Regions from separate parts of the Mus musculus genome. Here region 1 is linked to region 2. Evidence: chromatin contacts called from public Hi-C data. All regions are on one chromosome and are shown on one strand. The core of a region is the stretch at or near the end of the contact, and the rest is flanking DNA. Distances in the headings are between cores, read along the strand shown.

Region 1 (6,959 bases), core at 1,229-3,728, 97 kb after region 2:
ACCCCCTGCTTATATGAGGTCCTCGCGGAACCATTGAGACAAATAACTATGGGAAATGCACAAAGCCTGGCCAGAGGTAGAGTAACATCAGCCTTGCTACCAGGGTTCTTCTTTACACTGCAAAGCTATTGATGTGAGGTGCCTGCTGTGAGGTATAAAATGGCGACTCTTTGCCTTCCGGCATCTTCCCCATCATCTTCCAGCCGCATCCCCTAATAATCCTGGTGTTAGAATCATCTCTCCATCCACATAAAACCACTGTTGGTCCCCAAGTACACTTTAGGGCACTTACCCCTCCCTTCTACAGCCTGCTCCCTCTGATAAACTTCCTTTTCCCTCTTTATCCCACTAGTCAAGAGCCACTTAGCCCTTTAGAGCTATGGAGCACAGCCATGCCCTTAGGCCACCAGGAACCGGACAGCCTCCCTTTTCTTTACAGGAACTGATGGCCGTCTCAGGCCACACCATTCTGTGTATAGGGATCCCTTTTGCTTCATTGCCTCCTGAAGTCCAGAGTGAACCCTCTGCTCATGTCCGTCGATCTTTCTTCTTTGAAATTGCTAAGGCAGCTGGTCTACTTGAAGTATTTATCAGAGAATGTACACCCACGGACAATGCTTGGGCATTAAGTGGTAAAGATGGTGTCAAATGAGTAAAACTGGAGTTTGTGCAAAGACCTGCAGTATTTAGGCTGTTCTGGGCCATTTCTATGCACTGTCTAGCTTTTTTCAGTCTTCAGAAGCAGACAATGTTATTCATTTGATAAACTGAGCCCCAGATACAAGCAGACAACAGCACACATGACATTGAACGCGTACTCTATGCCTAGAGTTTGAATGTAGGCATGTCTGATACAAGTCAGTTTGCTAGCCTGCCTTCACCACTGTTAGGGGCAGTCTTTTGCTAATGCCTCATCTGTTCAGATAATTGAAAAATGTGCTTACAGTTGTATTTATACAAATTCACCTGCTCACTTCTCAAATACTACTTTGGTTTTTTAATATTTATTCTGATTTTTACTACGCATCTGTTAAAGTTGCGTGTATGTGAATGCAGGGAGAATAGAAGAGAGTATCAGATTCCCTGTAGCTGGACTAACTAGAAATGGCGAGCCTTCTGACATGGGTTCTGGGAACTTAACTTGAGTCCTCTAGAAGATCACTGTGTGGCCTTAACCACTGACTCATCCCTTCAACCCCTCAAATAGGACTTGAAACCCTTGGACAGGTGTTACATTAATGCAGAATAACCAATTGTGTGACTGATAGTTGCATAGTTTTTGATAGTGGTTATGAAGCCTTGTCATTTGTAATACAGAGACCTGGCCAAGGTATAAGCATGCCTGATAATAGCTATCAATAACTATTTCTTTTACAGATGGTGATATGGGAGACTTGCCAAGCAGAAACAGCTCCGAGAGGCACATGAGAGGAAAGACAAAATTGTTCTTGGTGTTGTTGTTGCTACTTGGAAATGAGAGATTTCTTTAATAACAATTTTCTCCTCTGGCAAATAACATCTTTGGACATAGTTACTGCATTACACACCAAATACCAAATGCCTACAAGGAATACTACATATTCTACTCCAGAAGGGAAAACACATAAATTATTTCTATGGAAGTAAAGTAACTTTAGCATTATGGGAAAAAACACTCTTATTCGACTAGTTTTTGTTTTTAGGGCAGGATCTCGGGTAACCCAAGATGGCCTAACTTCAGTATGTAGCAGAGGGGAACCCTGAACTCCTGGTCTTCCTGCCTCTACCTCCCAAGTGCTGGGACTCCGAGGATATATCACCCTCCCTGTTCTTTTTTATAAGAATTTTATTTTTTTATTTTAATTTTATGTGTATGGGTGTTTTGCCTGTATGTACTTCCGTGTACCACCTGTATGCCTGGTACCTGCAGAGGCCAGAAGAAGGTGTTTGGATTCCCTGGAACTGCAGTCAGGTTTTAAGTGACAAGTGACTTCTCTTTAGTCTGTTTTGTGGCACTTTGCCCTAAAACTCACAGTGTGGGTGGGTTGAGGCTGTGCCAAGACATCCTGTGCCAAATAAAATTTGCCTCTTTGTCCCAGTTTGTTATAAACATAACAACAGGTGCGTGGCATGTGTCTGTGTGCACATGTTCCACTCTGTGACTGTGACAAGGGCACCTGGCTACTGATCTGAACTGTTTGAAAAGAAAGCCTAGGGCTTGACCTGGAGCAGGGAACTCCTCATGGCACTGAGTTTCCTCAGGCGAAGAGCTTCCAAGCTTCCTCATGCACACAGAACAGAGCTATGAGTTTGCTTCAGCCCATTCTAACACACCACACTTCTGAATGCGCTTACGAGCCCAGTAAAGAGTGTATAACTTCTAAGAGCCCTGAAGAGATATTTCAAAATCAGCTGACTGAAGTCTTAGTCTCCAATTATAAACAGGCAGCTCAGCTCACTGCTGGCCAACTGGCATTTGAGACTAGTCACGGGTTCCCAGGCACTGAAGCAAATGCAGAGGCCAGTCCACACTGGGAAAACGCTTGTTTGGGTTCCCAGAACTAGTACCCAGTGGGAAAAATATCTGGCCACTTCTGTTGACCCACCACCTCTGTAGGACCTGCAAATCAACCCAGAACGTTATTTTAGAGAAGAGAGCTTTTAGAAGCACATTCTGTTTGGCCTCAAGCTGGCCTGGGGCCCTAAAGTATGCTGGGCTTTATCAGCCTGGCAAATGCCTTTTCCCCAAGAGGGATAGAGTGGGAGGGCTATGATAAACTCACAGAGGGTAATATCCACCTTCCACCTCACTAGGATTTATTACCAGGATTGTATACTGTGGGTTTGAAGAAGAGCCCTTTTATCTTTCTCAAATCAACTCTCAAAGTCCTTTTAATGTTTGGCAAGCTCCTTCTTCCAGAGCCATGGTATGTTGTAAGTTATAGGCTGCTTTCTACTTCAACTTCTAGCGCAAAGTCAAGTTTCAATTAATTAAGACTGCAACCCTGGAAGGGGTGCCCATTAAATAGAGAAAATGAAAATAAGGACCAAAATAGAAGACTCTGGCCATTTATCAATTTTATCGTCTGAAGCAGCTTCCCTGCCAGAGTGTGGCCTAATTTGGAAGCATGACTTCGGGACTTCAGTCAGTGATCTATGCAAGCCATCGCTAAGACAGAACAATGAGAGCGAAAAGGAAGGTAGCTGAGGCCAGAGGGTCTGAACTCTAAAGTCCAAGAGCTTATGAACAATTACTGAAAGCCTGGTTCAGAGAAGAGGACTGACGCTCTGTTAGGATACCATCCCCCCCCCACTTGGCCCTTTCCAGGATAGAGTCACCTGCGTAGTGAGGTATCAAGCATTTAGTCACTGAAAAGTTCATAGAAACTGCTGCCTACAATCAAGGTATTGAGCATAAAACTCTAGGTTTCTCAGTAACGCATGAGCCTTGTGGAAATTATTATTTTGAAGTGTTCTACATTGCTGTCGATGGCAGAGTGCACCCTTAAGTGTTCAAGTTTTCTTCGATGTCACGGCATATAGATATTTCTTTCAAAACTCATATACAAATGTGGCAAAGGCTGTCTGCAGCACATGCTGGGATTCTATAAGCTATATCAAGATGGCTAAGTGAGAATGAAATACAACTTCGAGATTGCCTTGTTTATAAGATGGTCTAGGACAGCAGATGGTGGCACAGATAGCACAGTGTGGCTTGTCAACATATTTGTGTCTATGGTACAAAGGGAAGAAATGGGAAATGGTTACCATCACATAACACATGCTCTGGTAGCCACGCGTCACGGCAAATGATAACCGAGGCAGTCTACCCTGGCTGTAAGCATATTTAAAAGAGAAAATGAACAGTTTTCAAGTCTTTCTTTTTTCAGTGACTATGAGCTAGAATTTTTTTTTCCGGCAGATTAAACTACAATCCAAGCACCCTATTCTGTTGGTTTGGGAATCTCCCATTACTGCTGGTACACCTGTAGACTGGTTCAGCTGCAGTGGGAAACATCATGGTAACATTGATAATATATTAAATATACGTGCAAGCTTTGACCTGTGTCACATCAAAAGAAAGCACCATTACCATCTTCATGATGAACCTTTAAAGTACCACCATAGTTATCACCATCACTTATAGAAATCTGGCCTAACCCAACCACCAGAGAAAACTGCAAAGGCAAACAGAGCTTTTCACTGCCTTGACATTAAACATGTTAGGGGGAAATAAGATGTGCTAAGTGCCCAATAAAAAGCCGATTATTCAATAAATGTGATTGTTTCTAAAGAGTGGACTGTGGAATAGCTAGTAAGAAGAATCTTTCTCCTGCAGTAGGTGAAAACAAATGTAGAAACCCACAGCCTGGACATTGCGCAGAGAACAAGAGATCTTGGAACACAGCCCCAAATGGAATGTTTCCATCAAATCCCTCCCCTCAGAGTTCAGGGAACCCCAGAGGAGAAAGAGGAGGAAGAAGGGTGTAAGAGCCAGAGCAGATGGAGGACACCACACAAACAAGGCCTCTACATCAACATGAGCAAAGCTAATATGAACCCACAGAGACTGAGGCAGCACACACAGGGCCAGACAGGTCTGCACCAGACCCTCTGTGTACGTATTAAGTTTCCAGTTTAGTGTTTTATGGGATCCCTGACTGTGCAAATGACTGAGTCTCTTCTTATGCCTTTTCTTGGGTTCTTCCCCTTCTGTTGGTTTGTCTTGTCTGAGTTCCATGTAATAATTTTTGTTTTATCTTATTATATTTTATTTTGTTATTATTTTAAAAAAATCAAATGGACAAAATGAACAAATAGAAACGGAGCCACTGAGGTAAAGCTGAACAACTGAACTCTCCTTTATACCTACTGGGGAAGGGAAAATCAGCTTTCTCCAATAACGTGACTTTGGGTATATCAACCACTCCAGAATAGACCTCTCGTGTTCAGGGGTAGTTGGCCAACATATAAGGGACTCCACAGTTGTGTGTGTGTGTGTGTGTCTGTCTTTTTTTTTCCATTTTTTATTAGGTATTTAGCTCATTTACATTTCCAATGCTATACCAAAAGCCCCCCATACCCACCCACCCCCACTCCCCTACCCACCCACTCCCCCTTTTTGGCCCTGGCGTTCCCCTGTACTGGGGCATATAAAGTTTGCGTGTCCAATGGGCCTCTCTTTCCAGTGATGGCCGACTAGGCCATCTTTTGATACATATGCAGCTAGAGTCAAGAGCTCCGGGGTACTGGTTAGTTCATAATGTTGTTCCACCTATAGGGTTGCGTCTGTCTGTCTTTTATTTGTTCATAGTTTGGTGCTTTGAGGGAGTGGTGATTTGGTTTTATTTTTCCTGGTTTTGGGGAGGGGGTTGTTGTAATGGATTTTTGGATCTGGAAGTTCCTAGGGAAGGGGAAGACTATGATGAAAATATATTCAAATTGAAAATAGTTTTAAACAATAAAAATATAATGATTTAAAAAAGAAAAAAGTAAAGAACCCAAATCTACAAGAATTTTGTAGGAAATGAAACACTGTGTGTTGACATCATCAGCTTCTAACAGTGGGAATCTTTGCACATCATTTTCATGGCTCCCTTCGTACTTTTGTGAATTTATCAGGCACTAATCATACCATCAATAATCAAAGGAACCAGGACTGTTTAGTGCACACCTGATGAAGGCTTTGACTGTGAATCACACCTGACGATAGCTCTGACTGACTAATTCATACCTGATGATGGCTTTGACTGCGAATCTGACCACCGTGGACAGCAGGAAGAGCGGTGTGACGAGGATGTGGAAGAGAGACAGAGAGGCAAAGGCCTCTGCAGGCTTCAGGTTGTTTCCACTGGCGTACGCATGTGTCACAAATGTCTGCAAACACATACAAAGGGGTTTATTTAGTGGTATGCATGCTGACACTCAACTTAATGAACCTAGCGAATCCTACTGTGCTGGCAGGTCCACTGAAACCATGAGAAGGAATTACTTCAGCCCAAACTCATAGCCAGTATGAAGTACTAAAACAATACTGGCTATTGGTGAAGGCATAACGGTTTGCACGTGATCCTCGCAGTAGACTAGAGAGATAGACAAATCGGCTTATTTATGGAATAGGAAAGTGACCTCTATCAAATTACTATATAGAGAAGAATAAACTGGACAGAGAACTCAGGGTCCCCTACATCCAGCCAGATACGTTCCAAGCAACCCAAACTCCCTATTCTAAGCAAAGAGAATGTCTAGCATGCAAAGGTCTCTGCTGTGCATCTGTATTAACACTTCCACATGGAGTCCAGTGAAGACCTATTCACACTGGTAAAAACCCTGAGGCTGAGTTTCGCATGTTAGTGAGAAAGGGAATCATTTTACCCATCCTGGTTTCTAATATGAGCTATTTTGCTATAAGAACGTATGAGAACCAGGTATGATCAAGTTGGAGACGTTACAACCACTGCTAGTTTTAATCCCAGAAGGACATTTGCCTACATTTGGGAATAATTTTTATTGTCCTGGCTAGGAGAGGTACTGATATCTAGTAGGGTAGAAGCCAGGGACACCACTGTTTATACTAATGCGAAGGGTTTCCTCTTACAGCAAAGAATTATCCAAACCAAAGTGACCGTGGTGTCATGGCTGAGCGATCCGGACTAGAACCACTGGGAACTGCGGAGAAGGAAGAGGCATGGGAAGTAACAGTCACGGCCGCCCACACACTCTCTGCCGGAAGTCATTCATGCGCACTGAGCTACTTCTGTTTCTAAGTGGAAGAAAACGTGTCTTACCGCAAGAACAGCTGCGATGGGAATTGCTGCGTTCATGAAGACTGTGGGAAGAAATCAGACGTGTTACACCACTGACTTCGAAACCATTCTCCTCCTGACAGCGAAACCTTTCTTCCTCCCTCCAACCCCCACCCCATCACTGAACACAAAACCATTCCCTCCCCATCAATGACCTCGGAAACAATTCTCCCC
Region 2 (6,541 bases), core at 1,768-4,267:
TGATATATATTTAAATCTACTAAGTTATTTTTCATGGGTAGTGACAATAGATCATCTTGAGTAAAATTAGTTTATTTTCAAGGTTGTCATGATCGTTTTTCCTACTTCTCTTTGTCAGGACCTTTTTTCTTTCCCGTTTGCTGGAACCTTGTTTGAATATGAATGCCCTCAGCAGCCAAGTCAAGGCCAGTAAGTCCATGAGAGAGACTCAGCATTACAGCATCAAATCTCTTAAACACAGCCGAAATATTTAAACACAGAGAGGACTTTGTTCTCCATGTCCCTAGTTGTCTGCTCACCTGGGGTTCTTATTCTCATTGTTGTTGAGGCAAAAGCTTGAATAAAGAAAATCCTATCTGCCCAGTGGTAAAGCCCAGGTCTTTCTAGTACATTGCTCTCATGACAAATCTGAGCTGGAATCTGTGTGTGGTCTAAGGTGATGTCTCTCTTTGACATGTCGGCCTGGCAATTACTTGGCCAAGTGGAAGGGCAAGTAAGATCATGAGGAGCTCTGCTCCCAGCTATGGGTGTCTATGCCATGCTCTGCTACTTTTATAGGATCCAGGACCGCTGGAAGTCCTTTCCTGCCTGGCTGGAGCGCCCTCAGTCTCTCTGCCTTAGCAATTATGTCTCCACCCAAAGAAACAAACTAAAAAGTTTGCCCCATTGCAGTGTTTGGGGCCTCTTGGGAATAGAGAAGAGAGACGTGGAACCCCAGTGCGTGTTAGCTGACTTTGAAGCATCCCTAAATGCAGAAGTCAAATTTAGATAACCTAAAAGCTGCCTTGTTCCTGCTCTGTGGAAGCTTTGGAAAGAGACCTCAATATCCACTTGCTGTCTATTCAACCCCGTTTGTGAAAATCTGGACTAATTTTCACTACAACTCTCTCTTCTAAATTTTAGAATAAGCTTTAATTTTTTTAAATCTAAAAAAATCTGTCAGAGATGCCAAAATAACCTTGATAAAGAAGGGCTTTTATTTACTTCTGTTATTTTATTTTTAGTGTATTTTAAAATTAAGACTGCTTTACAGAAAAAAAATATTTCTTGTATTTGCACAGTGCTTTGGATGGACTGGGAATATTTCCTGGTGCACACTGGACATCCTTGTGGTGAAAACGAACTGTGGTTTTTTTTTTTTGTTGTTGTTGTTTGTTGTTGTTGTTGGGGGGGGGGGAGTCAGGAATTCTTTGAACCCATCCAAGGTCAGCACAAAGAAGCAGTCGCACATTCTCAGAAACCTGTTGGTAAAACTACATTTACAAAGACTTTAATGTGCTAACTTCAACCCTGCACCCTGTATTTGCTTTTTGTTTCTGAACTGCCCAATGAAGACCCTTTATTTCACAATCGACTAGCTGAAAGAGCTTTTTATTTCTACTTTGCTGGTAACTCCATTTCATTCTTACCTGACATTGGTCACACAGACAGCGGACTCCAGGCCACTCTTCTCCATGGTGCCTTTCTCCATGTAAGCATAGATGTCCCCGTGGGCGAAGGCCACCAGCCACCACATGATAGCGAAGAGCAGCCAGCTGCAGAGGAAGGACATGGTGAAGATGACCAGCGTGTGACGCCACTTCAGGTCTACCAAGGTGGTGAAGATGTCCTGCAGGAAGCGACCTTGCTCTCGGATGTTCTTGTGTGCCAGGTTGCAGGCTCCGCTCTTGGCGATGAAGCGGGCTTTGGGGAGACGGTCGCGGATGCGCGGTTTGCGCAGGTTCTCCGCTGCGATGCGCGCCAGCACATACTCCTCCGGGATGATGCTCTTCCTGGCCAACATCTTCCTTTCACCATAGCCCGCCTATGCACCTGCCTGAACCTGTGGCTCCTTTCCTCCACACGCGTCCTCCTAGACTAGAGAAACGCTTATTAAAAACTGTCAACTTCATTTCCTCGTCTCAGGTATCTGTACAAAGGGATGCTGTTTTACACACATATTAAATTAAAGATGTGATCAATACAAAAGAGAACCCACTTTGTGTCTGAGGTCTGGGATCCCAGAGAAAACTTTTGATCAGAACCGGAGGAATCCCCCCCCCCCTCTCTCTCTCTCCTCCCTGCTCACTCTTGGAAATAACCGCTATAAGCAAATCTTTAAGCATTTTCTGTATATTCTTTTGTGTCTCGGGATTAGTCAGGCAAGCCTGAGGACGAAAATTAAAGGCCAAGTGGGTTCACTATCTACTTGCTAAACTATTTAGATAAAGTAGCAAGGTTAAAAGGAAAGATGGAGGGATTCTTTTAGTAGCAGCGAAGAAAACTGCTTCCTGTTCATTAAGAAAATATTAACTGTAATTAAAAGATACCAAACATTGCGTTTTCGAACTTGAAAATGATTGATATTAAATTGGAAGGATTTACGAGATGCGTTTTAAAAGGCAGCCAGACTCCCCGCCCCTCCCTCTGAACCTATATCATACTATATGCTGGAAAGTAATTTGCGACGCGGGGATTAGAGACACTGCTGAGGTCTGCAGTGGATTTGCACAGCTCGAGCCAATCTGGGTACACCTTGACTGTTTGGCTTTGGGCTGCGCTATAGCCGGCTTCCCCTCCTCTCCCCGGGAGGCGCGATGCAACTTACAGACTCGGGTTTGCGCTCCCGGCTGCGGCTTGAGCTCCGCACAGGGCGGGCTGGTCCCAGGCTCTCGCATCCCGGGAGCAGAGACCTCCCGAAGTGCAGATCCGGGGGATGTTGGTCCTCCAGAACTGAGTTAAGACTCTAGAAGGTGCGATCCATAGTGCACGCGGGGAGGAGGGCTGGAAGATGAGGGTTGGGTTTGGCTTCCCCCCTCCTGCTGCCGGGCCACGGGGAGGGCGGGGTAGGAGCTGGGGATAGAGGTGCTAGTGGCCATGCTCCGCCAGCTCCTCAGCCGCCTAGCTGGGGCCAGACCTCCGAGCGAGCCGGGGAAAGTGGAGGCGGAGGCCAGTCGGGGGAGCCGGGGAGGCAGGGAGCCGGCCAGAAGGGAGGGACCACCGGGGGAGGAGGCACCAGCCGAGCCAGCTCGGTTCCCAGTAGCCCGGATTCTGCTGCCAGACCGGCACACACATCTTTAAAAGGCTCGCTGCTCAGAGAACTTTCTGAGCCCAAGTTCACTGACGCAAAGAGATTTTAATTTATTATTTTTTAAAGTGTAACTTGCGGGGGGGGGGTATCACTGGGTTACTTCAGATGAAATAAAACCAGATAGAGAGAGTGTAGGTGTTTTGGGTGGGGTGATTGTGGGGTGAGCGTGGGGTGAGGGTGGGGTCCCTGCCCTGAACTTGTAAATCTATTCGTGTTAGAATATAGAGGGGTGGGAGGGCTGAAATCCTTTCGGAAAAAAAACCGATTTCACCAACTAAGACCAGTTTTCAGGCACTTAAAGTCACACAAAAGAAACAAAAAGGGAAACAAAGATAGAGACTAACAACAAAAACACCATCAACAGTCTCTTCCAATAAAGAAAATTTACACCCAGCAGGACGGCTAAGCAAAGTCCAGCACCACACCTGCCTTCGGGGCAGGCAGGCGCAGTCGCGGCTCCGTTTTGACTCTTGGCCGCAGGCCTCTCCCTCCAGTCTAGATCGTAAGAATGATAAGACTGCTCACTTGCGCACAAGAAAGATTATACAGTAAATGTCTTTCTATAGCTTTTGAGAAGGAGCGGGGGTGGGGGTGGGGGAACAAATGTGCTTTTTTTCCCCCCCGCCGGTCATCCTGCTTTTGGCGTTTGTATTAATGGAAACTTTAATTCTTGGAAATTTTATGTTTTCCAAGACTTGAGGGTCGGGAGTATCCGAAGTATAAACAGCATGTTAATTTACTAGAAAGACCTAAAATTAGTCTTTAATGAAGGAAAATGAAGAGCCCCCCTTCCCTTTTTCCACTGTGGGTAGATCTGCTTAACCCCTTGCATTCTGGAGGGCCTGTCCTGTCAGTGAGATTCTTTTTGTTTCCTTTGTTTTCTGCAGTAATTCATGTTGTAGCCTCATAGCAGCCATGCAGACAACATTTGTGCTGTGAGTTCTGCCACTGAAATACAGTTTGAAGTGCACCTTGCTGTGCAATTTACTGTCTACTAATTTAACACCAAAAACATTAAACTCTTTTTTTTTTTTTTTTCAGAAGACAGGGTTTCACATATTCTGAGTTGGCCTCGAACTTGCTGTGTAGCCTATGGTGACCCTGAACTTCTAATCCTCCTGCCTATCTTCCTTGTGCTGGGATCGTAGGTGTGTGCCATCATGTCTGGGGTTTGTTTTGTTTTGTTTAAGACCTTGTGCATAGACAACCACTCTACCAACTGAACTACACGGCTACTCCTCTGTGCTTATGTGATTTCATTGCTGTCCTTTGAAACAGGAAGTTGTTATGAAACCCAGGCAGACTGATAGTTTACTATGTAGCCCAGACACGATTCACATTCAAGGCAGTCCTCCTGACTCAACCTCGTGAGTGCTGGGATTAAAGTATCCAACTACTATGCCTGGTTATTAAACATGTAGTTTGTGTTTAGATAGCTAGGGATGTATAATCTGTGCCAGTGTTGATGATCTTAAGAGACAGACAGTGCTGGCAGAGATGTGATGTTGCTAAGATCTGACGCAATAAAGGACATAAACAAAACAGGAAAGGAGGAGCTGGAGAGATGACTCAGTCGTGAAGAGCACTGAATGCTCTTCGGGAGGACTAGGGTTCAATTCCCAGGACCCACAGGGTAGCTCACAACCTTCTGCAACTCCAGTTCCAGGGAAGTTAATGTCTACTTCTTACCTCTGTAGGCATCAGGCACACACTGGGTGCAAAGACATACATACAGCCAAAACAAAAACAAAAAAACAAAACAAACAAACAAAAAAACCCCACAGAAAATAAATGATAAAAATGTTAAATGTTAAATAAATAAAAAAAAAAATACAAAGCATGCCATGGTAATGGAGTCCCAAGCAGTGAAAACTCACATACCAGGGGAAGATTTGTGAATTGTTTGGTATCCAATCTAGTAGTTGAAAAACTTGATCTATTTGGAATATATTGAAAAGTAGGGGGTAAAATAAAAAAGGCATTCCATAGACAAGCAGACAGCCATGAAATGTGGGCAAGAGCCTTGGCACAGCAGAAATGAATCTAACCAGCATCCGGGAAGCACCCGTAAACCAGCAGGTGACAGGTCGCGTGCTATATTCCTTAGGCAGCCAGCTTTCTTAGCATGGACATAGTTGCTCCTGTCAAGTGAGTATCTTCCAGGTTCTTTGTAGGCACTATAAGCTATTATTTAGGAATAGAGTTTGCTGGTTACATTTCAATGTCAAGATGACTGGATTTAGAAACAGCTAGGGGGGCACATCTGTGGTTGTGGTTGTGAGCCAAGGAGGGAAGACTCATGCAGAATATGGACGGTATCTCAGCAGCTGGGCTCCAAAGCAAAGAAAGAAGAAAGGAGAACGTGAGCTGATCACCAGCATCCAGGTCCTCTGCTTCCTTCCCTCCGCCGAGATGAGACGGGGTCCATGTTCCCTAAACCGTAATCCCAAACCCCTCCCTCCACACAATGCTTCGCAGGTATTTCATTTCAGCAACATGAGAAAGAATGAATACAGGGAGGTTCCTGAAGTTCTTACTCTCTAAAGAAATAAAGCTTGTCAGGTGCTTTCAGACACAGGAGTGCATGCGTGCGTGCGTGCGTGCATGTATGTGCGTGCATGAGTGTGTGTGTGTGTGTGTGTGTGTGTGTGTGCATGCATGAGTGTGTGTGTGTGTGTGTGTGTGTGTGCATGCATGAGTGTGTGTGTGTGTGTGTGTGTGCATGCATGAGTGTGTGTGTGTGTGTGTGCATGCATGAGTGTGTGTGTGTGTGTGTGTGTGCATGCATGAGTGTGTGTGTGTGTGTGTGTGCATGCATGAGTGTGTGTGTGTGTGTGTGTGCATGCATGAGTGTGTGTGTGTGTGTGCATGCATGAGTGTGTGTGTGTGTGTGTGTGCATGCATGAGTGTGTGTGTGTGTGTGTGTGTGCATGCATGAGTGTGTGTGTGTGTGTGCATGCATGAGTGTGTGTGTGTGTGTGCATGCATGAGTGTGTGTGTATGTGTGTGTGTGTGTGTGCATGCATGAGTGTGTGTGTGTGAGTGTGTGTGTGTGTGCATGCATGAGTGTGTGTGTGTGTGTGTGTGCATGCATGAGTGTGTGTGTGTGTGTGCATGCATGAGTGTGCGTGCATGAGTGTGTGTGTGTGTGTGTGTGTGTGCATGCATGAGTGTGTGTGTGTATGTGTGTGTGTGTGTGCGCATGCATGAGTGTGTGTGTGTGTGTGTGTGTGTGTGTGTGTGTGTGCGCATGCATGAGTGTGTGTGTGTGTGTGTGTGTGTGTGTGTGTGTGTGTGTGTGTGAGGCCGATGTCTTTTTCAATTGTCTGCTGTTTTGATTACCCAATGGAGACTGGAGAGGCCCTGGAAAGGACTTCCGAGAGGCAGGGTGGGGCCTTCGTGTCTGATGGCTTTTTGACTTGACTTGACTTGTGAGTTTTCAACTCTTAGGCATCAGGACTTAGAAAATCT

What was found. Hi-C and Micro-C count contacts between places; a contact is called where the count stands out from the background.
Region 1: a contact with region 2 is called in a Hi-C map of uterus, with 2.8 times the contacts expected there. The contact joins the enhancer-like site here to the promoter of Kcnj8 in region 2. A contact is called at or near these places in 6 of 39 promoter capture datasets (the 3T3-L1 cell line, embryonic stem cells, hippocampal neurons and 2 more), 7 of 484 Hi-C or Micro-C datasets (liver, nephron progenitors and uterus), 2 of 115 datasets of contacts at active chromatin or transcription factors (cardiomyocytes and embryonic stem cells) and 3 of 9 other capture datasets (adipose tissue, liver and pancreatic islet).

What each region holds. Positions count from the first base shown.
Region 1 is chr6:142,665,828-142,672,786 of GRCm38.p6, forward strand. It overlaps Abcc9 (ATP-binding cassette, sub-family C (CFTR/MRP), member 9), which reads right to left. Exons shown (of 40, transcript NM_011511.2): 13 at 6,768-6,808; 14 at 5,714-5,856. Among named protein-coding and RNA genes, the nearest start is that of Abcc9, 33 kb to the right of the region's middle. Within about 2 kb of position 2,479, at least 23 of the 459 cell types and tissues checked have an H3K27ac peak or open chromatin away from gene starts, as enhancers often do. A contact at or near this core is called in adipose tissue, cardiomyocytes, liver and 1 more, where this site is marked.
Region 2 is chr6:142,568,597-142,575,137 of GRCm38.p6, forward strand. Kcnj8 (potassium inwardly-rectifying channel, subfamily J, member 8) reads right to left here and starts at 3,018. Exons shown (of 3, transcript NM_008428.5): 1 at 2,588-3,018; 2 at 1,410-1,857. The coding sequence starts at 1,783.